Linked DNA regions of Mus musculus: all the other regions are linked to region 1. Evidence: chromatin contacts called from public HiChIP or PLAC-seq and promoter capture Hi-C data. All regions are on one chromosome and are shown on one strand. The core of a region is the stretch at or near the end of the contact, and the rest is flanking DNA. Distances in the headings are between cores, read along the strand shown. Region 1 holds the start of Ankfy1 (ankyrin repeat and FYVE domain containing 1). Region 2 holds the start of Haspin (histone H3 associated protein kinase). Region 3 holds the start of Smtnl2 (smoothelin-like 2).

Region 1 (4,583 bases), core at 1,342-3,841:
TTTAAAGAGAATGTGAAAAGCTGAAAAGAGGCTGTGGGCGAGTAAACTGAAGGAGAAAAGTGAAAACAGGAAGGCCACAGGGAAACTTATAATGGCTCAGTGGAGCATGAAGAAAACACAGATTAGGTTGTACAAAATAGTGTACAAAATGGAAAGAGAAATCCCTTTTAGAGGCTGGGATGGTAGCACACCCCTTTTGTTAAATCCCAAATTCGGGAGACGTCGGAAGGCAGTGTCTCTGTGACTTCCAAACCAGTCCCATTTACCCAGCAAGTTCCAGGTCCACTAGGGCTAAAAGCTAGACTGTGTGTCAAAAAAAATTTAAAAGGAAGGAAAACAGTCTTTTAGAGTAGACTTAAGTGCCTGTATTCAGTCATGTGAGCAGGCATAGGAAAAAGGAAGCTTCCTATCCAAGGCAGACAACTTCCGGAATGCATGGTGTCTCAGGTCCTGCTTGCCATTCCTCAGCACTAATTCCCAAACCTGAACCAAACAGCCAATTACCAGGAACGTTTCCAGAGTATGCTGACAAATAATCTTCAAATTTAATTCCACAAAAATTTGCTATTTTTGTTTATGACTATCTCTGAACAGCAGCTGGCTCTGACAAGCAGCAGCAGAACCAAACCAAACAAAAACACATGCCAACATAAGAAACAAAATATCTTTAGTAATTTTGTTTTTCTTGCCATTCCTCAAATTTTCCTAGTTGAGTTCTGCAACATCATTTTCAACAGTCTTCACTGGGACTTAGGAATCTGGAGTGTAGCTAGGGTAGACTGAGGTCAGAGACTATCATCTCCCGATCACCTCATCCCTCCATCCGATTAATCCTGGAAAAATGTTTGGTTTGTCCTTAAGGTGTATTGTCCTCTGGCTAGATAGATGTTTCTAATCACCTCAAGGCAACCAAAAGTAAACACGCAGTGTACTAACCTTGGCCTGTATGAATTCCCCACAACTGGAACCTGAGCACAAACACAATTAAGTTCTCAATACAACTACGGACTGAGAAACTCCCTCCTCCACGACCTGAAACTTGGTCATGCATTTCCCCAACACGCAGATTCCTTCTTAAAGGCTCTACACTGCTCACGATCTCACATCGTGCCTTCCTGAACCTTCCTCCCAAACCTCGCTGCTGAGCAACAGGTACACAACATTCCGTGGTGTGCAAAATCATCTAGTTCATTTTTTGAACAGGGTTTCATGCACTCCAGGTAGGCTGTGAATGACCCTAAATTCCAGATCCTTCCAAGTGCTGAATGAAGGAACTACAAGCAGGCAGGCATACATCACCACACCCAGCACTTTCAGTCACTTCGCTTTCTCCTCCTCTGTTGGACAATGTTCACCACCTCCAAGGTGTTTAACAGATAGAAAAAGTAAAAATGAAAACAGAATCCAGTCCCAGCCATGAATCTGGCCTCAGTTCACTTAACTATAAAGGGCAAATAACACACCTGGCAGGCCTACTTCGTGTCACTCTTAAACCTAATTCAAATCTGAGAAGACTACACAAACTGTCACACTACCCAAATCTCAGATCAAGAAATGATGAGTTTAATCAACACTTACCAAAAAATACAAACAAAAGACAAAAACAAAATAGGCCAGGTCTAGATCAAGTAAATCTTCAGCCACTCAACAAAGTCCAACAAGAAGTATTTTTCTCCAACAATGGGGTACACAGGAGAAGCACACCGGCCAGGTCTAATATTGTCTGATCACTACTAGGTAACTCACTATCTCAGGGCTTTCACCCCAACTCATACAGTAAAGCTATGGCAAGCAAAGATCCTAACATTATTCCTTAAGGGAGGCTGCACCTGAGAAACCGGATGCCTTTACCTGCAATGTCGTAAAGTACTAAAAAAGAGACGAAGGACTAAAGCAGGAGGTAAAGGAACCGAAGCCTGGCTTTAGCACACCTCTTTCAAGCAGTGTGACCTTGGTCAACTTCCTTACTGAGGAAACATCTCCTTTTGCCCCTTTGTAAACCTCAGAGAATCTGAGCGTGCCCACATTTGCTAGGGCTGCCAAAAAGCTTAAAGACTATTACAGCGCACGCCCAAGAAGCCCGTCGTCCAGCTGCAGTCCCGGCTCTTCCAAGGAAGAGTCCCAAGCTCTTCCGCAGGCAAGAGATGCACCCTTCCGGATGCAGGACCTGCCATGACAGCAGTTTCGATTTCCTAAGGAGAGGGGCACTTCCCTCCCCGTTCCAGCATGGCTGGCACAAGAAGCTCCTCTACAGCTTTCTCGAGTCCCGCGGGTGCATTCGCTCCCAGGACCCGACCCCTTTCTCGTTCTGAGACTACCGGGATCGGGGTTGGGGGCGGGGGGTGACGAGTGAAGACAGACTGCAGGAGGGGCGTTGCCATAGGAACGGCGCTGAGAACCCCGGCCCGGGGAGCCCCGAAACGCTACATAGGAAGGCTCGCGAGACACGTGATGCACCGTACGACCACAGCCGGACAACCCTTCCAGGGGCTTCTGTGCCCGGCCAGTGGTACCCCTATTGCTTCGCGTCTTCCCGTGCCACCCCACAAAAAACCTACCTTCCGCCATGTCGGGCCCGGCCCTGCCTACAGCCTCGCGATAAATGCCGGCGCAAGGGAATCATCAAGTCTCGCGAGAATGGATGGAGGCGTGGCAAAGGGAGGAGCCAGAGCAGACAAGGGGTGAATGAAAGTGGAGCGGGAAGTTGCTCTAGGCGGGAGGTCCGAGTCCCACTTCGTTTTGGAAGGTTTGACAAGCGCGGACTGGGCTATCTCGTACTCCAGGCGATCGTCAGGGTAGAGCAAACATGGACTATTCTGAGGCAGGGACTGCGGATCTTTAAGTTACTTTGTAACCACGTGGGACGCTGTCCTAATACTTAAATGATAGCATTTCTCCAGGGCTTTGGGAATTTTTATGGCTAAAACCAGACAACTTGGGTTATCAAACAGGCAAACACACTGGTTACAAATATAGGGGTCGCAAAAACTGCAAATCTCTATACAATTTTATGTAAGCAAAATTGTGAGATCCCTGAGGTCAAAGTGGCAAAGCCAAATAACACTAGGAGCTAATAACGGTTGACAAGGCCATGGAGAAGGAATTCAGATTGTAAACCAGGAGCTTAAACCTTTTGTGAATGTGAGAATGATTAGATGATTTTTATAATAGCAAAATAGAGGGCTGACAATCCTAGATAGTATGCCTTTTTTGGCTGTGGAGTAGGTAGAGTGGGGAATTGAGACAGGGTTTCTCTACATAATCCTGGCTGTTCTGGAACTTACTATGTAGACCAGGCTGGCCTGACACTGATAAGAGACCCTAGTGCCTCTGCCTGGAGTGCTGCGATTAAAGGCAAGTGCCACCACACTTGACATAAATACTTTTTCTTGGCCCGGGTAACGAATATGTACTTAGCACACCTGAAGCCTCCAGGTCAACAAAGGAGAATAGAAATAATGCATCAACAGTTAAGTAGTGACTTAGAGAACAGTTAAGATTTTAGGAAGATCTGCCACAGTTAAAGAAAGCATTAGAGGGCAATGAAATGGAATAATGAAGGGATTGAGTTCAGATTATAAAAATGTAAGGGCAATGGTTAAAATTTTGAAAAGGGGACGACCCTGGCTGAAAAACACTTAGAAAATGGAAGAGAAGGACACTTAAATACATTAAGGATAATTATGTACTAAAAACTGATGTTCCGATTGTAGCAGACTACAGTAGTGAAGGAAATAACAGGGCAGTGTTAAAGTAGTGGCCCTGGATAAGCGACATGTGATTAAAGAAACAATATTTGTTAGTTTCAATAGAAGTGCCTGAGCTCAAAGCTTCACTGCCTTGCTGAGGATGGTTCATAGGTGTGTCAAATGAGTTTTTGAGATCTTCAGGTGGCTAGATAAACCAGCTTTGAGCATAAACAGACTCTTCTATCCCCTAAAAATACTCAAGCTCCTAACATTAAAACAACTTAACTGGTTGGAAAGTGCTGTCATATCTGACATCTGTTTGCAGCATGTTTTCTCTTTGCCTTGCTTTGCAAGCCCAGCAAACTTAATCTGAGCCAGGTTTTTTGTTTGTTTTTGTTTTCACTTTTTTGGACAAGTCTCATGGAGTACAGACTGGTCTAGAATTACTGGTCCTCCTGCTTTTCCAAATGCTAGGGTCAGAGGTATCCATGGATGGAGGCGTGGCAAAGGGAGGAGCCAGAGCAGACAAGGGGTGAATGAAAGTGGAGCGGGAAGTTGCTCTAGGCGGGAGATCCGAGTCCCACTTCGTTTTGGAAGGTTTGACAAGGCTCCAACTTGTTTCTAGTTGAGATACTCTTGCCCTGGATTATCCTAAAAATTTGGCCAGATCCTTTATGATGCACAGATACCAAAATCTACTATCAAGAAACTTGCTTAATAAAAACATGGTTTCTAGTATTGTGAAGAATGAGATTTTGTGAGCATTCAAGTACTGTATTTCTTTTATAGGTTATGTGTGAAAGTGTAGCATGTTTGTGGAGGCCAGAGGTCAAGGTACCTTGCTCATTTGTAGTTCACTCATTTTTCTGAGAGCGTCTGTAGCCTCAGCTGTCC
Region 2 (4,583 bases), core at 1,274-3,773, 450 kb before region 1:
CAGAAGTGGCAATGGCTTTCCCAGAACACTAATCAGAAAACAGGCAGGCATTACCTTCGTCCTGTGGTTCTCTGCATTCAGCCCCTCATAGAGAGATTTGTTGAAAGATATTTCACCAAGGATCGGCAGTTCAGATACATCTCTTAGTAACTATAAGGTGGGGAAAGTTGGGGTGTGGGGGAACATGAAACATGGCTTAGACTTGAGCTCACGGTTTCTAGAGAGTTCCAACCATCTTTCCCTTCTAATAACCCCTTCTCCAATATTCCCTTAGCCTTCATAAGTGATTGCAGCACCCACCCAGCTATCCAAGCAACAAGTCTGTAGCCACTCCCCCATCCCCCAACTTCAATTACACATGACCTCATGCCACAACCTCCATCCACAGTCAGTTCCAGACAGCCCTAAAACATCCTGCCTCACACACCCCTTCTCCTTCAGCCCCACTCCTAGGTCAGGAGACCACACTGCTCTCATCGGACTCTCCACACAATGGTAAACTTGACCATTTGTTCCCACCTCATAGTAAGGCCTCTCTAGAGAAAATAACATTTGAGTAATGTTATACGAAGTAACTACATTACAAAGGCCCACTGGCTACAATAACATTAGCAAGTTAAAAAATAGAAACAACACATAAGAAAGAGACAGGAGAGAAAGGGTGAAGGATTAAATACAGACCAGATCATGTAATTCTTTGCACACCAAGAAAGAAGTATGGGTTTTAAGCTAAATGTATCCAACTCTAAAGTCCACTGCTTCTGTTCATTTGGAGTTTCTGGTCCAAAGTTTTTTTTTTTTTTTTTTTTTTTTTTTCGAGACAGGGTTTCTCTGTATAGCCCTGGCTGTCCTGGCACTCACTTTGTAGACCAGGCTGGCCTCGAACTCAGAAATCCGCCTGCCTCTGCCTCTCGAGTGCTGGGATTAAAGACATGCGCCACCATGTCCGGCTTTGGTCCAAAGTTTTAAAGGAGGATCCTAATGCTAAATGAATTATTTCGTGTTTTAAAAAATATTGTGCACGGGGAGGGGGGGGGCGCGCGGCTGGAGAGAGGTCTCAGCAAATAAGAACACTGACTGCACTTCCAGTGGTCCTGAGTTCAATTCCCAGCAACCACATGGTGGCTCACAACCATCTGTAATGGGATCCGATGCCTTCTTCTGGTGTGTCTGAAGATAGCTACAGCGTACTTCTTGTATACAATTTAGAAAAAATAAGTGTGCATGTATGTGCACATATGCATGGAGACCAAGAGAGGAAGTTAGATCCTCCAACAGCTGGAGTCCCAAGTAGTTGTGAGCTGCCCAACTTGAGTGCTAGGAGCCGAAGCAACATATCCTCTGTAAGAGCGCATGCTCTGAACTGCTGAGCCACCTCTCCAGCTCTTTTTTTTTTTTTTTTTTTTGGTTTTTTTCGAGACAGGGTTTCTCTGTAATAGCCCTGGCTATCCTGGAACTCACTTTGAAGACCAGGCTGGCCTTGAACTCAGAAATCCGCCTGCCTCTGCCTCCTGAGTGCTGGGATTAAAGGTGTGTGCCACCACGCCTGGCCCTCCAGCTCTTGAAGAACTATTTGTACTGGTTAGGGGGGAAGCCAAGACAAAGAGGGCATGTCCAAGGTTATGCAACAGGCCAGAGACGGTGACCTAAATTACAGCCACATCAATAGAGACAGAGAGAAGTGATTTCATATGTATTCTGAAGGTGGGATGGCAGGGTTTGCTGCTGGGATACACTTGGGGATGAAACAAAGAGGTAATCACAGGTCATTCCAACATGTCTTAGTATGGAAAAAGATTAAAATCCCTACTAAGTAACTTGCTAAGAGCTGTTTGAGACAGGCCAATCAAATGATCTATTTTGAACGGCACCTTTCAGATGCTATTATCCTTTCTTAGAGGATAGGTCCTCTAGGATTGGACGACCCAATCTGCAGTCTCTCAGTCTCAAGTACCTGCTTAGTGTGGCCCACGGAGATCTCTGCGGCCACGGTTACATTTTCTTTATTAGATGTGATAGCACAGACCACTGAATGCCATTCTTTTACATGCTGCAAAAGCAAAAGGTGAGTCTGCTTACTCCCTTTTCGTGTTTTAGGATTGAAAATCTGAATATCTAAGATAGGGCATCCAAGGTCCCAGAGCAGACATTTGAGCAAGTCCCCTTCGCCCAAGCCAAGTGTCAGTTATCCTGGCAAACAGGACCAGAGAGGCTGAAAGTCTCAGAAAGAACACTGCAGAAGCAGTCACCCTCTCAAGAGGCTCTCCACATCCCTCTCTCGGGCTCTTGAGACGACTTCGCTCACCTGCACAGGATCGCTTCCACACGCAGGCTCTTGACTCTGGGTGCACTCAGTGTGGTCCTGAAAAGAGAGCCTTTGCTGAGCCACCCTGAGCTCCAAGTCCCGCTAGGCATCTGCCCCCTGCCGGCTTCCGGGAGGTCAGGCAGGCTGCGCAGCCGAGGGCCGGCGCTAGGACCCAGCGGGCCGACGGGCGCTCGCGCGCTCGCCGCAGTCTCGCGGTGTTTCTGTTTGAAACGCCGGGCGGGCGCTCGCTATGGCACAGGCTCACCCGCGGTCGGGTACCCGGCTCTTTCGAACGTACGCGGCGAGGGGCGTCCGGGGGTCGCAGCGGCAGCCTGGCGGGCTGGCTGAGCAATGGTTCCAGCCGCCGAACCTGAAGCGCGCCTTCAGCAGCAGCCTCAGCGACAGTAACGAGTCGCCGGCTGTCGCTTCCGACGACCCGGACGACCCCGACTTCCCCGGCAGCCTCGTGGGCCAGCGGCGGAGGCGTCCTCGGGGCAGCGGCTCCCGGAACCAGCGGACCCTGACAAACACTCCAAGAGTCCAAAGGCTGCGACCTCGGCTCCCGCAGAAGTGCAGCACCCCGTGCAGCCGGCTGCGACCGCCACCTTTCCCCAACTGCAGCCCGGGCTGCCTCGGGTCGGACCACAGTGTGTGCATCCAGTCCAGGGACAGCAACGAGCTGGGCACCAGTGCCTCCCTCTTCAGCTCTCCGGCCTCGCCCGGAGCCCCCGACCCTTTGTATGCTGACTCTGCAGTCCCCGGGAGCTTCCACTTGCCGGCAGCCTCCCTAAGTGAACCGTCTGTGCCCTGCCCCCAGGTGGCAGCAACCGGTGACAGGTACACCGGGAGGGCCCTCCGAGCCGAAGCCAGCTTCAGGTCATCTCTCTTTAGCCTTGTGAACTCAGGGGCCACAGAAGAGAACAAGTTTGGGACAGATGGGGAGAATGTGAAGGAATCGTGTTGTGAAAGAAGACAGCAGATGGGAAACAGACTAACGGACCCTGATCTGACAAGCCCGGGAAAGAGAAAGGCCGCGTGTAAAAAGGTTGTGTCCCAAGGAGTCGACCAGAGAGACTATGAGGAGTCCAGTGCTTGCAAAGACCTTCGTGTACCAGGGGAAATCAGCAGGCCTAAGAGAACTGGGCCACTCCGGAAGAGGAAACAGCAAGAAGCAACGGGAACCCCTCCCCGCCACTACCACCAATCTAAGAAGAAAAGGAAAGCGTCAGTCTCCTTATGGAACTTGAATACTAGCCAGAGGGATTCTTGGACCAAAACCAGAGCCTCCTTCGGTTTCCACAAGAAGAAAATTATAACCAGTGTGATAGAGGTATGCAGTTCTGTTGCCAGTTCTTCCTCCAGGTCCCTCCTGTCTGAATGTTCGACCCCTCCTATCAAGAACAGAGCACACCTTACTGTTTCTTCTCGATGCTCTTCTGTGTATTTGCTAAGTCCCTTAAAGACCCTGCATGTCACAGACCAAAGGCCATCTTATGCTGAAAAGGTTTATGGGGAGTGTAATCAGGAAGGGCCCATCCCCTTTAGTGATTGCCTTTCCACGGAAAAACTGGAACGGTGTGAGAAGATTGGGGAAGGAGTGTTTGGAGAAGTGTTTCAGATAATTAACGACCAAGCACCTGTAGCCCTAAAAATCATTGCTATTGAAGGGTTAGATTTAGTCAATGGGTCCCACCAGAAAACCTTTGAGGAAATCCTGCCGGAGATCATTATCTCCAAAGAGCTGAGTCTCTTGTCTAGTGAGGCCTACAACCGCACAGAAGGCTTTATTGGGCTGAACTCAGTACACTGTGTTCAAGGGCTTTACCCTCCCTTGCTGCTGAAAGCCTGGGATCACTATAACACAACCAAAAGATCTGCCAATGACCGGCCTGACTTTTTCCAGGAAGACCAGCTCTTTATTATCCTGGAATTTGAGTTTGGTGGGGTTGACTTGGAGCGAATGAAAACCAAGCTGTCCTCTGTGGCGACTGCAAAGAGCATTCTCCACCAGATCACTGCATCTCTGGCTGTGGCAGAAGCATCCCTGCACTTTGAGCACCGGGACTTACACTGGGGAAATGTGCTCTTAAAGAAAACCAACCTCAAAGAACTCCGCTACACCCTCAATGGGAAAACGAGCACCATTCCCACCCATGGGCTACAGGTCAACATCATTGACTACACCCTGTCCCGCTTGGAGCGGGATGGGATTGTGGTTTTCTGTGATATCTCCGCTGAAGAGGACCTATTTACAGGTGAGGGTGACTACCAGTTTGAG
Region 3 (4,583 bases), core at 1,426-3,925, 280 kb after region 1:
TGCTCCTCTCTTGGCCTTAGTTTCTCCACTAACTTCTCTAACTTTGTGTTTGGGCCTGGCATGGATTTGATTTTGTGAGGTGGCTGACAGGAGGAACTTTGATGCAGACTAGAACCTGAACTGAGGGAGGGAGCAGTGGGCTGAGGGGTAGAAGAGGGGAGCTGGAGGGAGGGCAGGTGCCAGAACACTCCGTGGGAGGTCGGCCTCCCCCTGCTCGCTCTGACATCAGGGCTGGTGAATGCAGAGGAGTTCAGCTTGGTTGGTCTGCCCTCATCTCCCTCACAGCCTGGTACAGGCCAGAAGCTGTCAAGGGGAGGTTGAGAGAGGGGTTTCCAAGGAGGAGTTGAGAGGAGCCCAGGGCTGGGAGCAGAACTGCCCCCTCCCATCCGTGTTAGAGTCAGGGTTAGGGTGGTGTTGGTCCTCTGTCCAGGCTCAAGATGCCGGTCTCCCTCACTCCTGCTTTCTTCTTCCTCCTCACCTTCTTCACCTCACTACCACACCAGGCTTATCTCTAATTTACAGGTGATTTGACTGCTGAGGGCTAAGACTGGGGGTGGGGGCAGTTGGAGGATGGGTTGAATCCTGTTCTCTCTAACCTTCTGGCCTCAGAAGAAGTCCTGCTCCACCCTCCCATGAAAGCTACTCTTAGGTCTTCCCATACTGTCTCAGGAAGGACCGGACAGCTTAGCTGAGGTTGGAGACTTTTTGTCTGCATCCTTGGCAGATCTCTACATCTTTGGACTTTCTACTCCTTGGGATTCCCACTTTAGAGACCCAGCTACCCACTTTCTCCAGGATGGTCAGACAGAGGGCTGGGCCCCTGATCATTTTCTACTCTCAACACAACCTCCGCCCCCAAAACACATACAATGCTGGCGCCCAGAGGCCTACTCAGGAGGTCAGGGACTAACCTGTCTGGGTCCTTCTCAGGCATCCTCTGCTTCCCTGTGTTCTGCAAAGGAAAGATTGGACTTCTCTGACTCCAGGGCTCAGACCCGTAGGGTGGGCAGCGCTGTCTGGGACATAAGCTCTCCAAGTGGCCCCTCTCCAGGGCTCTATCAAAGATTCCACCCGGAGAAAGAATGCAAGGAGCGGTTTGGCTCACCCTGTCCAGACGGCTGCTTGGAACACACACACAGACATGCAACATGCACGCCTTTTGGCACTTGACTTTCCCATGAAATAATTGCTGGAAAGCTCCTTGGATTAGGTAACCCAGTGTTCCTTCCTGTCCCTACCCGGGGGAGGGGATCAGCTCTTAGCATCTGTTAGGCTAACCCAGCTCCTGGGGGAAGGAAAGGGCAGTCTAGGAGGGTCTGGGGCCTCCCAGACATCCTTGGAAGCAGAACAGTATGACCAGAACAAGCCTTTGAGCCTGCTCCTATGGATCATCTCACTAGGCCTCTCCAGGCTTTGAGCCACCTCCCATAGCCCAGGCCCAGAGAAATCGAGTTAGGAAAGCCTTTTAGCACAATGAATGAGATGGTTTTTTCTTTATTTTAAATGTTTACAACATCTATCATATTGTTATCCTGAGCAACAATTGCCTCCATCCCTCCTTCTTTGGTGATGTTTGGGGTTTCTAGGCTGGGAAAGGGGACTTTCTGGAATAAGAGGAGTGCTGGAGAAAAAAAGAGGTTTGAAGGTTGTCAGGTGGATCGAGGTTCTTGACTGAGCTTGGGGAAGAGGGGGGCAGCAGTGCACATCCTAGTTTTTGATCCCAAAGTTGCTCATAGCAAGATTTTGGGATTTGGGTCCCAACCTTCCTGTTCATCTTTAACACACACACACACACACACACACACACACACACACACACACACACACAGAGAGCAGGCCTAGGAGGATAGGAGGGGCATTTTACCATCTACATAACTCTTCCTGATCTCAGAACTGGTGCAAGAAATCCCAGGCAAAAGTGTCACAGGTGGGGGGCTGAAGTGTGGGCTTAGCAGTTTAGGGCACTTTTTGCTCTTTCAGAGAAACCCCAGAACTCGGCTCCCAGCACACACATGATGGCTCACAACTATTGGAAACTCCAGTTCTAGAGGATCCTGACACCACTTTGTGATTTATGTGGGCACCACACATGCTGTGTAGATACAGACAAGCAGGCTCACACACATAAAGTCAAATAAATATTTTTTTAAAAAGTCTCACAAGTGAGTATTTGCGAACTGGATGGTACCGGTGGTGACCGGAGATGCATACAAAGGTGAGTCAGAGCGGTTATGGTGTGTGTGTGTGTGTGTGTGTACAGTTGCTGCGGTTCCCTGAACAGGGGGGAGAGTCCAACCAAAGTGGACCTACAGGGAAATGTATAACTCTTTTAGTTGTTGTTCCTAGAGTAATGTCCTTTCGAGTGTCTTCTTCCCAGATCTTTCACCGGGTCGCACACCACTCCCTGGGGTCAAGCGTGTATGGGACTCCTTACTCCCCCAGGGATCCACATCCCTGCAAAGCAGAGAAGGAGAACTTTTCACTAAGTGCCTCCGGGGCCAGGCATCCCGCACCGACCCGGCCAGTCCCCAGGGGCGGGGTGTCCTGGAATGGGCTGTCCCGCCCCCTCGGCCCCGCCTCCTCACTCAGCGCCCAGTCCTGGGGCTCTAGGGGTCTGCCCCGCCCTGCTCCCGCCCCCTCCGGCCGCCCCTCGGGCTCAGCCAGCCGCGGCCCGCCAGTCGTCCCAAGGAGCTGCGGATCTCTCAACGTCTCCCGCGTTCTGCCCGCTGTCCGATCGGTGTGCCCCACTCGGCCATGGAGCCGTCCCCCGACGCCGAGGAGGCGCACACAGTGCGCGAGGCGCTGGGCCGCTACGAGGCGGCGCTGGAGGGTGCGGTGCGTGCGCTGCACGAGGACATGCAGGGGCTGCAGCGCGGCGTGGAGCGGCGCGTGGCAGAGGCGCTGCGCCTGGCCGGCCCCTTGGCTCGTACTGTGGCCGAGCTGCAGCGGGACAACCAGCGGCTGCAGGCACAGCTCGAACGCTTGACGCGCCAGGTGGAGGCGCTGGGCTTGGCGACTGGAGTGTCCCCTGCACCCGGCACGCCCAGTCCCCCTCCGGCGGCCACAGTTACCGACCGCGCCCCCCGCTTGGGCACTGCACGCTTCTCCAGTCATGCCACCTTTTCGCTGTCCGGTCGAAGCCCGGTGAGCCCCGGGGGTGCGGCGCGAGGGATGTGAGCGACTAGGAGCGTGCCTGGGGTGTAGGGTTGGGAAATTGGTGCCGCCCATCAGCTCTGAGTGCGTGCGCTGGCGAGCGTCCTCTAGTAAGAGAGCTATACCTCCACCTGCCGCTGGGACTTGGTAGCCGGGATTACATTTAAGCTCTCCAGAGCTGGAAAGGACAGGAGAAACATTGTTTTAGTAGGCCTGCTGCACCTGCTTTGCACTTCTTTCTTGGATCCGGGTGGTGTTTTTGCCTTGAGATCTGCCCTCTCCCATCTGACCCATGAATTTTAAGAGTTTGGACGCCAAGGTTCAGTCTTTGATAGTTCACTGTCGTCTGGGTCCTCACCTGCAAGTTGGAATGGTCAGCGTCCTCTACCTGCCCCCTACAACGTTTTTGTTCACGCGCACTGTGTTGCTGCTTCACTGAGGCCTGACCGTTCCGGTTGTAGATTAACCCCGACTGAGTTGCCTCTGTGTGTGTGTGTGTGTGTGTGTGCGCGCGCGCGCGCGCGCGCGCATGTGAGCGCACTCTGGTCTGGACTGATCAGTAACTGTTTGGGAACTCATGTTGCAGAGGGCAGACCCTTTACTGGAAACGGAGAGGGGGAACGGGCCTTTAGCTGTGTCTAGATTTCTGGGCAGAAGCTGGTGTGGACCAGTTTTACCACTTGGTCACGACCTCCTGGAGTGACAGAGCCTGGTTAGACTGTTTCTATGGTGTGTGCAGTGGCCCTTAGGTGGGATTTTCCATCCTGACCCGGAATTTGCTGGCGGGGTGGGGGGGTGGTGGGGGGGGAGGGAAGTGGGGGATGGGGGAGAGGAGTGGGAGGGGTTGGAGGAGTGGGAGGGGTGGGAGGTGCTTTTCAAGGGCCAGGGTCTTAGTACACTGCCTCTGCCCCCTGCCTTGGTGTATTCCCAAGGCCCTTAGCTCTACTGTGGGCCTCAGCAGGAGGACATCAGATAAGTCCTTGCCCCTGGAGGTCTCAGCCTGGGTGGAGGTGACCCCAGACTTGAACAGTGGCAACAGGTGAGCAGAGACGCCTTGCTCCAGACTCTGCTCCTTTTGCATTGGGGATTTGAGGAGGGTGTGCTGTGCTTGTTGCAAATGGCAGCACGATGCATGCTGCCTGGAGTGGCCAAAAGTGCTCACCAGCCAGGGTGCAGCCTTCAGGTGGACAAGGGAGGCTTGAGTTGTGAAGGCCCTCCAAGTTAGGCAGAGGAACTGGGCTTTGGGGATGGGGGTAGAACTCCGGGTGTTCCAGGCGAAGTGTCTAGAAATATGGAAACACTTGACTCTGTCCTATGAGTCTGCATGTCCGTAGTCTAAAACTGTTCCTGGGAGTGTCACATGTGCCTAAGAGACTGGGCCTTCATTTGCTGCTGAAGTTTTAATGTCTATTTGTAACTTGTGGAGGCAG

The links. Promoter capture Hi-C pulls out the DNA fragments that hold promoters and counts their contacts. HiChIP or PLAC-seq counts read pairs in DNA pulled down with a chosen protein or histone mark.
Region 2: a promoter capture Hi-C map of pre-B cells shows a contact between it and region 1. The contact joins the promoter of Haspin here to the promoter of Ankfy1 in region 1. A contact is called at or near these places in 1 of 39 promoter capture datasets (pre-B cells) and 1 of 484 Hi-C or Micro-C datasets (CD4 T cells).
Region 3: an H3K27ac HiChIP or PLAC-seq map of extraembryonic endoderm stem cells shows a contact between it and region 1, with 2.1 times the contacts expected there. The contact joins the promoter of Smtnl2 here to the promoter of Ankfy1 in region 1. A contact is called at or near these places in 1 of 39 promoter capture datasets (pre-B cells) and 3 of 115 datasets of contacts at active chromatin or transcription factors (embryonic stem cells and extraembryonic endoderm stem cells).

The regions. Positions count from the first base shown.
Region 1 is chr11:72,688,010-72,692,592 of GRCm38.p6, reverse strand. It overlaps Ankfy1 (ankyrin repeat and FYVE domain containing 1), which reads right to left and starts at 2,591. Exons shown (of 25, transcript NM_009671.5): 1 at 2,559-2,591. The coding sequence starts at 2,568.
Region 2 is chr11:73,136,234-73,140,816 of GRCm38.p6, reverse strand. Haspin (histone H3 associated protein kinase) reads left to right here and starts at 2,523. Exons shown (of 1, transcript NM_010353.2): 1 at 2,523-4,583. The coding sequence starts at 2,556. It overlaps Itgae (integrin alpha E, epithelial-associated), which reads right to left. Exons shown (of 31, transcript NM_008399.3): 27 at 2,306-2,362; 28 at 1,955-2,050; 29 at 55-150.
Region 3 is chr11:72,409,805-72,414,387 of GRCm38.p6, reverse strand. It overlaps Smtnl2 (smoothelin-like 2), which reads left to right and starts at 2,675. Exons shown (of 8, transcript NM_177776.3): 1 at 2,675-3,144. The coding sequence starts at 2,755.